2 separate regions of the Danio rerio genome follow, and region 1 is linked to region 2. Evidence: chromatin contacts called from public HiChIP or PLAC-seq data. All regions are on one chromosome and are shown on one strand. The core of a region is the stretch at or near the end of the contact, and the rest is flanking DNA. Distances in the headings are between cores, read along the strand shown. Region 1 holds the start of nr4a2b (nuclear receptor subfamily 4, group A, member 2b). Region 2 holds the start of si:dkey-276j7.1.

The links. HiChIP or PLAC-seq counts read pairs in DNA pulled down with a chosen protein or histone mark.
Region 1: a contact with region 2 is called in an H3K4me3 HiChIP or PLAC-seq map of gastrula embryo, with 2.5 times the contacts expected there. The contact joins the promoter of nr4a2b here to the promoter of si:dkey-276j7.1 in region 2. A contact is called at or near these places in 2 of 4 datasets of contacts at active chromatin or transcription factors (embryo and gastrula embryo).

Annotation. Positions count from the first base shown.
Region 1 is chr6:13,423,920-13,429,737 of GRCz12tu, reverse strand. It overlaps nr4a2b (nuclear receptor subfamily 4, group A, member 2b), which reads right to left and starts at 3,963. Exons shown (of 8, transcript NM_001002406.1): 1 at 3,831-3,963; 2 at 3,430-3,528; 3 at 2,327-3,177; 4 at 1,547-1,676; 5 at 1,283-1,446; 6 at 942-1,144; 7 at 682-860; 8 at 200-595. The coding sequence starts at 3,175. The coding sequence ends at 360.
Region 2 is chr6:13,274,492-13,281,038 of GRCz12tu, reverse strand. It overlaps si:dkey-276j7.1, which reads left to right and starts at 2,993. Exons shown (of 8, transcript NM_001326548.1): 1 at 2,993-3,059; 2 at 3,549-3,622; 3 at 3,782-3,958. The coding sequence starts at 3,586. si:dkey-276j7.2 reads right to left here and starts at 1,048. Exons shown (of 8, transcript XM_001332195.8): 1 at 865-1,048. The coding sequence starts at 1,038.

The DNA of each region.
Region 1 (5,818 bases), core at 2,714-5,213, 150 kb before region 2:
TATTTTGATCCCTTAAATCATTAGGCTACATCTTGATGACACGTGTAAAGGTGTATATAAATGCTTTGCAGGTAACATAAACAATATGACGCGTAACAATACAAATACATGTCCACCACACCGCATTTATTTTCAGTATATAACTGAATACACTTTAAACAGGCATAAGAATAGTCCCTTTTCCTCCATAATATTTTTCTTGAATAATTATTTCCTCCAAATAGGACTGTTCAGTTTTGTCCCGGGCAGTCTTTCTCCGATCTTTAAAAATACCATCCGCCATTTTCATTTCCTAAAAAGTCCGCAACATCGAAGAATAACAAGGTTTCGAGAACCTGCTTCAGTTCAGACGAGATTGTTTAGAATGGTAAAGTGTCATGAAAGAGTTTATCAATGATCGCAGGCGTGGGCACCAAATCCTCCAGTTTCAAGTAAAAGATGCGCTGCAGACCCTGCGTGCACAGCGCGCGCACCTCCGGCAGCTTCTCCAACAGTTTAGACAATTCACCACTGCAGGACACCTGATCCTTCAGACAGTTTATGAGCTTGTTTTGAAGTTCCTCTGCTTTCTTGGGCTCCTTTAGTCCGTGTCTCTCTATGGAGATAAGAAAAAACCCGTCAGAGCTCTGAAACATGCTGTATATTCTGTGCATCACTTGGAAAAGGTCAGACATGTCTTACCTGTTACTATGGTGAGAGCGGCTATGCAGGAGAAGGCAGACACGTCTAAGCTCATGCTCTGAAGATTAGAAGAAAACTCGACAATAGAGTCGATCCACTCCCCAAAGCCTCGCACGCACTGCAACTTGTGTAAAACCATTCCGTTGCAAAAGATGAGTTTGTCCTCTGGCAGGTTAGATCTGGTGAGAAAATTGAAAAGTTATTATATTATGTCTTTTAAAAATGTAGATCCATCTAAATTCCAATGATACTTAGCCTACCTGTACGCCAGCCGCAACACGAAGAGTTCAAGGAAGGCAGACTCGAAAAGGAGCTCCTGGTCGCATTTGGGCAGCTCGGTAAAGCCGGGGATTTTTTCGGCCCATCCGCGAATGATGCTCATTGAGGCAGTGAGTAGATCGTAGAACTGCTGAATGTGCAGAGATTCATCTCCTCCACTGTGATACTCCGGACTCGTCTGAAACTAAGATGTAATACAAAACTGTTAATGGAATATAATAGAGTAAATGTATTTTGGTCATATTCTAAAACAATAATTAAATTGTCAATTTGACTTAAAACTTAAATTTATTTTACAGAATGTTGGAAGTTTGAAGCTCACTTTAGAGTAGTCCAGACGGGCCATGGAGGGGTTGGAGTCTATGTGCGCTCTCACTAGTGCGTTCAGGAGATTGACGGGTGTGAAAGAGACAGGGATATCCTGCGGACTTTTAGGTTTGGAGGGGAGGCGACCTCTTCGACCTTTTAAGCTGGCGGTTCTGACAACTGTAAAAAATAATAAATATATACTGGTTATAGACACTGCAGGACTCTCACTACAAATAAACAACTGAGATGTGAACAAAACCAAAAAAGTGCTCATTACCTTCCTTTACCATCCCAACGACCAGGCACTTTTGAAAACGGCAATATTGGCATCGATTTCGCCGTCTTTTGTCCACAGGACAGTTTTTGTTCGCCAGACAAACGTATTTGGCGTTTTTCTGCACCGTGCGCTATGGAGAAACAGCACATGTATGATGTGTATTAATTGCATGTAAATCAACTCCATTCGCACAGAAACAACTTGAACTGCAATCACAATGTGAGATCACAATAGAATAGGACACTCAAACCCTGCACTCCAACCCAAAGCTGTGTAATACATTCAAGGGCCGGACAGGGCAGACATTCGGTAAATACAGATCCGTGGGCAGTCATAATTTGGGGTCCCCCGGCGCTCTCTCGGCGACCCCTCTTGTCGGATTAGTGAGATTATTCTATCACGAGGGTGACATAAAGAGCTGTCTTAATGTCACCACTGGGAGTTCCGTTACGCACGGTTAGGCGCAATACGACTCTAAGCACAAACCAATTTAATTCTGGACGAGCGTAATAGTGGCGGAGATGAGCGGAGGTGTCCCTGGGTGCACATCGGGTCAAATCAATACAACTGAGATAAATAAGGGAATACTGTGTGTACCAGACCAGTCCTAAACTGTGTTCCAATCTCTAGTAGGGTTGGCAACATAAGGTTATAGGTTCAGACCCTGACTGCAAAGGGTGAACCATGAACTACAGTCATTTCCATGCAAAAAACAAGTGCCGAGGGCCCATAATAAATGTACTTTGAATAAAAGATTTGTGGTCATTGGCTAATTTTTACCTTAAAGAATCCTTTGCACCCCTCGCATGTGCGCACTCCGTAGTGCTGACAGGCTGCGTTGTCCCCGCACACAGCGCACAAACCCTCGCTGGACGGAGATCCTCTAGCCTGCGGTGATGCCACCGGGCTTTCCAGTAAGGGGTGCCCGACGTTTAGGGAATGGGATAAACCCACACCGTGCTGTTTCCTCGGAGGAGCCGGCAAAGCAAAACTGTCCAGCGCGCGATGTGCGGTGTCCGGGCCCATGGACACGTGCAGGGATCCATCGAAGCGCATCTGGCAGCTTGGCATCGGCGTGTCAACCGGAGACTGCTTGAACGAGAATAACCGAGACATCGCGTTTTTCCGCTGCTGGTCCATAATATGTGACGTCGCCAGGTAGTTCTGGTGAAAGCTGTGAAGGGATCCGGTGTCTTCCCACGTATGATGTGGAGCCGTTGGGTAACTGGGGGACTGGGAGATGTTTGGAGTGGATGGTTTATAGTATATAGCTCCGGTATGGGGTATGCTCTCCTCAGCCTGATGCGGCTGATGGTGCTGCTGCTGATGGTAGCCGTGTGCGGGTATCTCCTCCACCTTGATGGACAGCTGATCCCCAGAGTGGGCCATTTGGTAGAGGCAGGGAGGCTTCACGTCGTAGTTGGAGTTGTAGGTGTCCACGAAGGTGCTGAAACTGGGGAGCGAAGAAGTGACAGCTATCTCTGCGTTAGTCAGGTCCATGCTAAACTTGACAAACTCCGGCGTTAAGAAGTCGCAGTTGTACTCTCCCGTGGTGTTGTAGCTGTAACTCTGAGATGCAGGGCTGGCTCCTGGAGGTGATGTCCCATACTGAGCCTGGACGCAGGGCATGGCTGCAGTGTTAGAAAACTCAATTGTTATAGCTTTCTCTGACAATGTGCATATTATTTGTGCAGATATTTCCTAGATTTACACATGTGAAAACGAGTGTCTATTTGTTATAAAGAAAGGCATTTTATTTATAAGAATTCATTATTTATTTTCACTGTTAACCATCTGCGTAAGAGAGGCAATTAAACGCATCACTTTCCATCGGAAAGCATGTATGCAAACTTTCTGCATTTCCCTGGCCTGCTTTAGTTTACCTCCGCACACCTGCTACTTTTATCTCTCGTGGAACAATCTCTGAAGTCAGGGCTCTTGTACCGGTTGATGTCAGAGCGTCTCTTCGTTCGCTTGCTTTTCTGTAAAAGGAATATTTTTTTTCATCAGCCTTTCTTCTGTATGACAAGATCTGCATTATATATCCGACCATTTTAGCACGAAAACGTGGTGCATTTTTGTGAGATCAAGGCAGTCAAATTACTTCAACTTAACTTAAAACAACGTTAAAGAGTTTGCAAAATCAACATTTAAACATTTCAGCATTTAAAGGTAAAAGCAAATAAAAAATACCTTAAGTAAAAAGATTATGCATTAATAATACACATATTGGTTAACATTCTACCAACAAACTCCCGAAAAGAGTTTAATAACTGTTACATACCTCAAGACGCTGTCGAATAAGTTGCAAATTATGTATCCATGTAGGTGTTCCTGCTGATAGCCCAGAAGTTAGGTTTGCATGTATAGAACCAATGCCGTTGAGCACCTTACTCCTTCGACTGCAAGCGAAGACTGGAGCTCGAGCGCAATGTGCCTTTGTTTATGAGAACTCTGAATGCCACATCCCACGTGCTAACAGGGCGTGACGTCATTCGCGTCAACCCTTGACGCGAGCCGGTGGCTGGACAGAGGCACTGTTCTTCCTTCCGTGCTGTCTTTGCGCGCAGTGCGCAACTCAATTGTATGTGCGTTTGCATACGCGGGGCTGTCCACTGGGTCAGATGAGTTGAATTTCCTACACATTATCTGTTTGCCTAATATAGAAACCACCTACACAAGATCAGATCTCACCGATTTAAAGCAAAGAAGTGGGTTTTTTGTTGTAAGAATTGTTGTAGAATACCAGTGTGCTATTTTTGGAGAATTGTCAGTGACCACAAACAAATCAAATCACAGACTTCTTCTTCTGTTTTATTATTATTATTATTATTATTATTATTATTATTATTATTATTATTATTATTATTATTATATATACACCACCGGTTTTAAAGTTGAGTCAGTATGATTTTGAAATGTTTCAAGATAAACTTCTCGTGCTCACCGAAGCTGTATTTAATCAAAAAAACAGTACACATTGTAATATTGTAATATTCATTCATTCATTCATTTTCTTGCCGACTTAGTCCCTTTATTAATCTGGGGTCGCCACAGCGGAATGAACCGCCAACCTATCCAGCACGTTTTTACGCAGCGGACGTCCTTCCAACTGCAACCCATCTCTGGGAAACACCCACAAACACTCATTCACACATACTCATTCACTTTTATTGTGAAATGTTATTGCACTATAAAATAACTTTTCAAAAGTAGTTTAAAATTTAAATATATATATACTTCAGTGATTTTAAAGAGGAATTTTCAGCTTCATTACTTCAGTCTTCAAAGTCACATGATCATACAGAAATCACTCTAATATCAATTATTATTGTTATTAATAATAATAATAATAATAATGGTAATAGTAATAAAAGCAATAATGACTGGAGTTATAATTTCATTTAAATCTACATACAATAAGTAATAAATAAATATTTATGAAATAAGTATTTGACAACTGAACAATTGTTTTATACTTAATAAATGTCGACTTGATGAACAGAATAATTTTCTTTAAAAAATCATTAAAAAGTGTATAGTGAATGTGTGTATGTATGTTTGTGTGTGTGTGTGTGTGTGTGTTTATGTGCATTAGTAATATTTATATAAACATTAACATTTCTACGTATATATATATATATATATATATATATATATATATATATATATATATATATATATATATATATATATATATACTTTTGTGACAGAACAATAAAACATTTATATATAAAAAAACAATATAATGAGAAATGACAATAATAACAGCAACAATATTAAATAAAAAGGAGTAAATAAAATAATAATAGTAAAAATAAATAAATAAATAAATAAATAAAAACTTGATAAAAGTGGGGGGGGGGGGGAGAAGGGGGGGGTGGAGGAGGTGATGTCAATGAATTGGATAGATACAATCAGTGGACAAACTTAGAAGCGACTGAAAGTTATGAGAGGTTGCCATTTATCATAAAAAATTTATTAAAAATAAAAAAGCATAAAATGATGTCAAAAAACACATTAGCATACTGACACACACACACACGCACGCACGCACGCACACACACACGCACGCACACACACCCACCATATAAATATATACTTTTTAAAGAAGAGCCAAAGCATACTTTAAGAGATTAATGCAAAGCTGACATTAATAGCAATTAGCAACAATGCTGATCGAATTGCTTCATCTCTTTAAATATTAAGGATGCAGGACAAGAAACAGAGTAATACAGTGACGCCATCTGTTTTTACCTGCATCATGCGCAG
Region 2 (6,547 bases), core at 1,744-4,243:
AAGAATTAGTACAAAATATACATCTCACAATAAAATACGAGAATAGAAAAAGATACTTACAAAGAATTTTCTATATGCATATTCTAATTAAAAACCATAGGCATAGACATTTACAGTTACATTTAATAAACCAAAGTAGAGGCATACTTCATTTAATTATGCGCATATAAAAAGTGATTAGGTAAAAAAGTGAGTAAACCCTTTACTTGTAAAGCGATTAGTTGACTTTACTTAATAACGTGAGTAAACCCTTTACTTGCAAAGCGATAAGTTGACTTTACTTAAAAAAGTGAGTAAATCCTTAATAGAAATTAGTTGACTTTACTTTAAAAAAGTGGAGTAAACCTTGTTTTAAAATTATTAAGTAAATTAACTATATAAAATGAAGTCAACTTAACTGTTCCAAGTTACAAATTGTCATTTTTTAGGCAATGTTTTAAACCTACTTTTAAATTACTTTTAAAATAAAGTAATCACCATTTATAGTGTATACTTTTCAACAAGAACACATAAAAGAAATGTATTTAAATACTAAATATAAGTACAAGCTTTAACATCCATACTACCATTAGATTATCAACTACTTATAAATATCAAATTAAAAAATATTAGAATAGTTATAAACTTAAGAAATGCCTCACACTGTAAAAAACCTCGCTGCTCTCATTTTTTTAGTTGAATCAAATGAACTTTTCTAGTCATATCAACTTACATCAATCAAATTGAGTAAAAATAACTTTAAAATGTTGAAACCAAAAACTTATTTAAATGAGTTAAAACAGCATAAACATATTTGTTGTCTTGACTTTTTAATCGTTACATTTTTACGGTGCAAAGTCAATGAGAAAAAGTCACTTAGCCTACCTTTCTTGTAAGGGTTTTTCCGTCTTTGTTTTTGGTAGTTTTACAGTCACTAGTTTTCCTTTGTATTTTGTGTCCAGTGTTTAGCAAGTTGTTTGTGGCGCAGCTGCTTTTGCCCAGTAGTTTTCTGATGTATTGTACAGAAGCGCTCATCTTCAGTGTGTGTGTCGTCGACATCTCTGTCTGCAGCTCAAAGCGACGCTGCTCCGGAATTTTACAAGCGCGCGCCTCTCAATGGAAGTGACGTCATCGCTGTGAAGTCCCCGGGGCTTCACTCTCTGCAAACTCTTCATATTACTGGAAGTCTGACAACGCAAGATTATGAAGAATTATGTTTTCATAGTCAACATTAGCTTTAAGTTTGCAACTCGTTTAATAACAAACCGTACATTAGGAAGTTATAGAAACATTTAGATAATTGTGAATAAATCAATTCAATGAAAATACACTAAATTGTTGGCACAATTTTGGCTCGTATTTACTCAGATTTTTAAACTTTTAACATTTCATCAAGATATTTAAAATGAGCAAAAAACATTTAAAAATGTCATTAAAGTAAAAAAGAAAACAAGCAAACAAACAAAAAACAATAGTAATGAACTGTATTTTGTGATTTTTTTTTTTTTTTTATAAATTAAACTGTACAACTATGAATTATTTGCGATGTTTGTAAAGAGATAATGTAAGTCTGCCAGGGAATTGTCTGTTTTTGTTGAAATTGTTCAATTTAAAAATCCATTGATCAATCTATTCTTTTAATCTACATTAAGCTCTTAAATTATTCTGTGTCAATCAGACAACAAGGAAAATAAATAATAATTTACTCATTTGGTTTCATTAATTCCGTTTTATTTCTTTGTCAATGCTGGTTAAATAGATGTCACTTTTTTAAAAAAATCATGTATTGGCAGTACTGTTTGCTAATTGCATTGTTGTTTTTATTTTCTAATAACACAAAGAATAACTGGCGGTTCATTCCGCTGTGGCGTCCCCAGATTAAGGCACTAAGCCAAAAAGAAAATGAATGACATAAAAGAATAACAAAGCTGCAGCTGATTAAGCTGTTTATGTTTATTATTATAAAACAATTGGAGGAAAATGTGTATGTGCAACAATAATTGTTTTGTAATTACATCGCTACCCTTTGAATTGTAATCAGATGAAACTGAATCATTCATTCGTTTTCCTTCAGCTTAGTCCCTTTATTAATCTAGGGTCGCCACAGCGGAATGAACCACCAACTTATCCAGCATATGTTTTACACAGCGGATGCCCTTCCAGCTGCAACCCAGTATAGAAAAACATCCATACACACTCATTCACACCCATACAGACAATTTAATTTATTCAATTCACCTACAGCGCATGTCTTTGGACTGAGGGAAACTGGAGCACCCGGAGGAAACCAAAATGGGGAGAACATGTAAACTCCACACAGAAATGCCAGCTGACCTAGTTGAGACTCGAATCAGCGACCTTCTTGCTATGAGGCGACAGTGCTAACCACTGAGCCACCATGTCACCTGTTTCTATTCATTTAACTGTAAAAGTAGGCTATCAATTATTTTAGATGTTTGTTAAGTGACAATGCAAACCTTTCATGAAATTATCCGTTCATCTTTTGTTAAAAGTAAGAAGCTTAACGAAAATAAATAAAAAATAAATCTATTCTATTAATCTAGATCAAGGTCTTAAATTGTTATTTGTCAATTAAACAACAAAGAAAATTGGGAATAATTCACTCATTGTATGTAATCATAGGTGTAAACAGTTTCTTAATATTTCTTATGTGAATTCTTGTTAAATGGATGTAAATTGTGTTTTTACTTGCATTTGCTTTACTGTTTGTTTAATACATTGTTGTTTTTATTTTCTAATGACATAAAAATAACAATGAATTTAACTCTAGCTGTTTATGTAATTTATTATAGAGCAATTGGATGAAATGAATGTGTGAATGTGTGTTGTAATGCAACAATAATTGTTTTACATTTAAATCTCTTTGAATTGTTGTGATCAATTAAAGAAACAACTCTAAAAAGAGCTGTAATGATCGTGTGTTTGTGGAGGATGTGGAGGAAGAGTATTCCCTGTCCAGTAGGTGGCAGGAAAGGCGTCTCTCAGCCACATACGCAGTTCAGACTAATGAAGAAGAGCAGAATCTAGGCGTCCCCCTTCTCAGCGCTGCTTTACACGACGTAAGCTTTGTCTTTTCCACATCTTTCTGTAGCATCATTAATATGAATAGCCATGCATTTAAAATGTTCGAATACCTCATTAAAATGTGCTTTTATCAGTAATGTCTGTGATTTTCACTTTTAAAATTTGTGCTAATACTCGACTCGCCTTATATAGAAGGTGCTTGTGGTCCTGATGCTGCTTTTGTTACTAGGCGACCAGGTTGACTCGCCAGCTAACCCATAAACAAGAAAAACCCTAGGAGAATTTGCTAAAATCACCTCAGACGGTATATGTTGGCGTTATCCATTCGCGTTGTTAGCTTCAAAAGCTGTAAATACGCGGATGACTAGACAATAATGACTGGTGCCCAATATGTCGAGTTGACACTGACAGTAATTCGCGATTTAATTTGATGATATAAGAACGCATTGATGAACAACAGTTCAGCTGACCTCCCCTTTTAAACAAATGTGAAGCACTCAACTTTACTGTTTGTGGAATTGCAGAGCTACCTAACCACCACTGACCACTGAAACACCAGTCATGGCCGCCGAGCCCAACTATCGCCGGACGAAACCGGGTAATGGCCCTTCAGAGAAACACAGTACCCTATTGTCTTCTTTACAAGATCACTGCATGCTTGAATTACTTACAAATAATGACACATAGATGTTGCTCTTATAAGATTTTTTGGTTCAAATCTTTGCATAATAAAGCAGATATTCTAACTGAATTGTAGGTGTAAAACAAGCTCAGAATGCTAGTTCAAACGGAGCAGTTGGACCCTCGTCCCAGATCCCAGGTTTGTCTGCAACTGCAGAGACCACTCCCGAAGAAAGGACTAAAGGACGCCGCGTGGGGATTCAGGCCTCAGACTCGGATTATGTGAAACTTGCAAAACAAGGAGGACAGAGAGGTAAATGTGTCACACTTTTGTAAAACAGCCACTTTCTTGTTTGTCTTTTTACTATGTTATAAAATAGAGCCCTATTTATTCTTACTCTTTAGGAAAGGTACAAAGTGAATCTTAGGTAGCGATTAAATATCCTGAAACTTTAAATATAATCTTCACACATATTCTGTGAATTTTTTGTGTAGTTAAACGTTGAAATTGTGGTTTAGTCGGCGCAATAGCCTAGTGGTTAGCGCGCGGACATATGGTGCAATAGCACGCCGGGGGCGTCGCAAGTTCAAATCCCGGCTCGACGACATTTCCCTACCCTACCCCCTCTCTCTCTCTCCCACTTTGCTTACTGTCTCAATACTGTCCTATCTAAAAAAGGCCAAAAATAAATCTTTAAAAAAAAAAGAAAAGAAATTGTGGTTTAACACAATTAAAATCCTTTACAATACGTAGCTGATGTTAGTGTACTTGACAAACAGTTTTTAACTTGAACAAACAAGTGAACTTGAACAAACAGTGTATTAACAAACAGTGAACAAGATTTATATATCATGTATTTATCATAGTTCAACATTTTCTAACGCATTATTAAAATCCAACGCTGTGCTTGTTAACATTATATATTGAATGATGAGTTAGCATGAAGTAACAATGAATAATTAATGTTAACAAACATAAATAAATACATTAATAGATGTATTCTTCCAGCGTGTGAGATGCTTGGGACAGTAGACAGGATCGTTTCTGGCCTAATCAGGCCAGTGTAGCTTTGTCACTAAGGCCCTGTTTACGCTAATACGTTTTAGTTTTAAAACGCACAAGTTTTGCTATGGTTACGCCATCCGTCCACACCGCTGGAGTTTTCGAGTGCCGATAATGAAGCGTTTTGGAAACGCTAAAGAGGCCGTTTTCATTTTAAACCGCTGCTGCTTCATGTTAGTGTGAATGGGGGAAAACGGAGGCTCGGCTGCAGACAGATCTGATTCGGGCCTTTTCTCAATATTAAGTATCCCACACACAGTTCTGTCTTCCATCTTTTCCTTGCAAGTTCAGACTTCGCAAGTTTGATATGAAAAACAATCTCCTCAGGACACTTTGGGTAATTCTTTGAAAGGGAACAGTGTACTCTATAACCTCATTCACATAAACCTGGATACGTTGTTTCACTATCTTAACAATAAAATGAAAACATATACTGAGAAACTGCCTATTTTCATTTTGATATTAGCAACTTAACAGACACCAAAAATGTTGAGGCGTCATGTAGCTGCATGTTTGTATCACCGTCATCTTCTCTGTATGTAGTTATATACAATATATAATATAAAACAGAGTTTATAACATCACTGCCTCATTTCAGTTTCATTGAAAATACAAAGCATACCCTGTCTCTTGCTGAATATCAGTTTTAATAATCAATAATGGCTATTATAAAAGTATAACGCACAGTAAGTTTATACATAATTTATAGGAAATAAATGTAAGCAATCAGTCAAATGTGCATGATCATGTACGCGGTTACATTAATTCATATATTAACTTATCTTTGCCCTCAGCCAAAACACGAGAACAAGTAATAGATTCAAAAGACCAAAGTCGGGGAATATGTCATTAGATATAGACAACAAGATGAATTAAAAATCATGTTTAACAAATATAGTGAGATTAGATCCAACGGTAGATCCTTGATGTGCAGTCCGAGGTGCACAGCTCTCATCACTGCAGTGCAAACCAGAGTGTGTGTGTGGTCACGTGAAGTGCGTTTTCAGCAGGGTAGTGTGGACTGAGAGTAGCTCAGAAATGCTAGATCAGGGGTCCCCAAACTTGCTCCTGGAGGGTTGGTGTCCTGCAAAGGTTTGTTCCAACCCCAATCAGACACACCTGGGCTAGCTAATCAAGCTCTTACTAGACTTTCTAGAAACATCCTTGCAGGTGTGTTGAGGCAAGTTGGAGCTAAAATCTGCAGGACACCGGCCCTTCAGGACCAAGTTTGGACACCCTTATGCTAGATAAAATGCTAGTGTAGACGTGAATCGTTTTCATTCTAAAATGCTGTTTTAAAACTAAAACGTGTTAATGTAAACGAAGCCTTAGTTTCATTTGCCTGCAAATTTTTGTCAATTGCGTACAAATACAGTCTTAGAAACTAATAGCAGTTTGTGTTTTTACGCCCTTATATGCCATCTTCTCTGTGAAGTCGTTAACCCCATATTGCTACTTAGTTCCTCATATCTGATTGGATGTATGTAATTATTTTCGTAACCTGGTAACAACCGGTACAGCGTAGAGACGGCAAGATGACGGTAACATCAAATTATGAGACTAAAAGAAAACGTCTGTTTCTAGCGTCTTGAAGCAGACATTTATGTGGGTACAACACAACGAAAAAAAAATAAAGTGATGTTTTGCACAGTTGCCGTCAGTTTGGCAAGTCGGACATTTTTTGTTTTGGAAAAAAATACCTGCACAATTTCCCCACAACAATTTTTGTTTGCATAACACTTTGAGTTTTGCTCATTATACATTTATTAACATTCTTTTGAATATTTAAGTTATAGATTCACAGACGTTATTTTTGACACAATATTTAAAATATCTGGC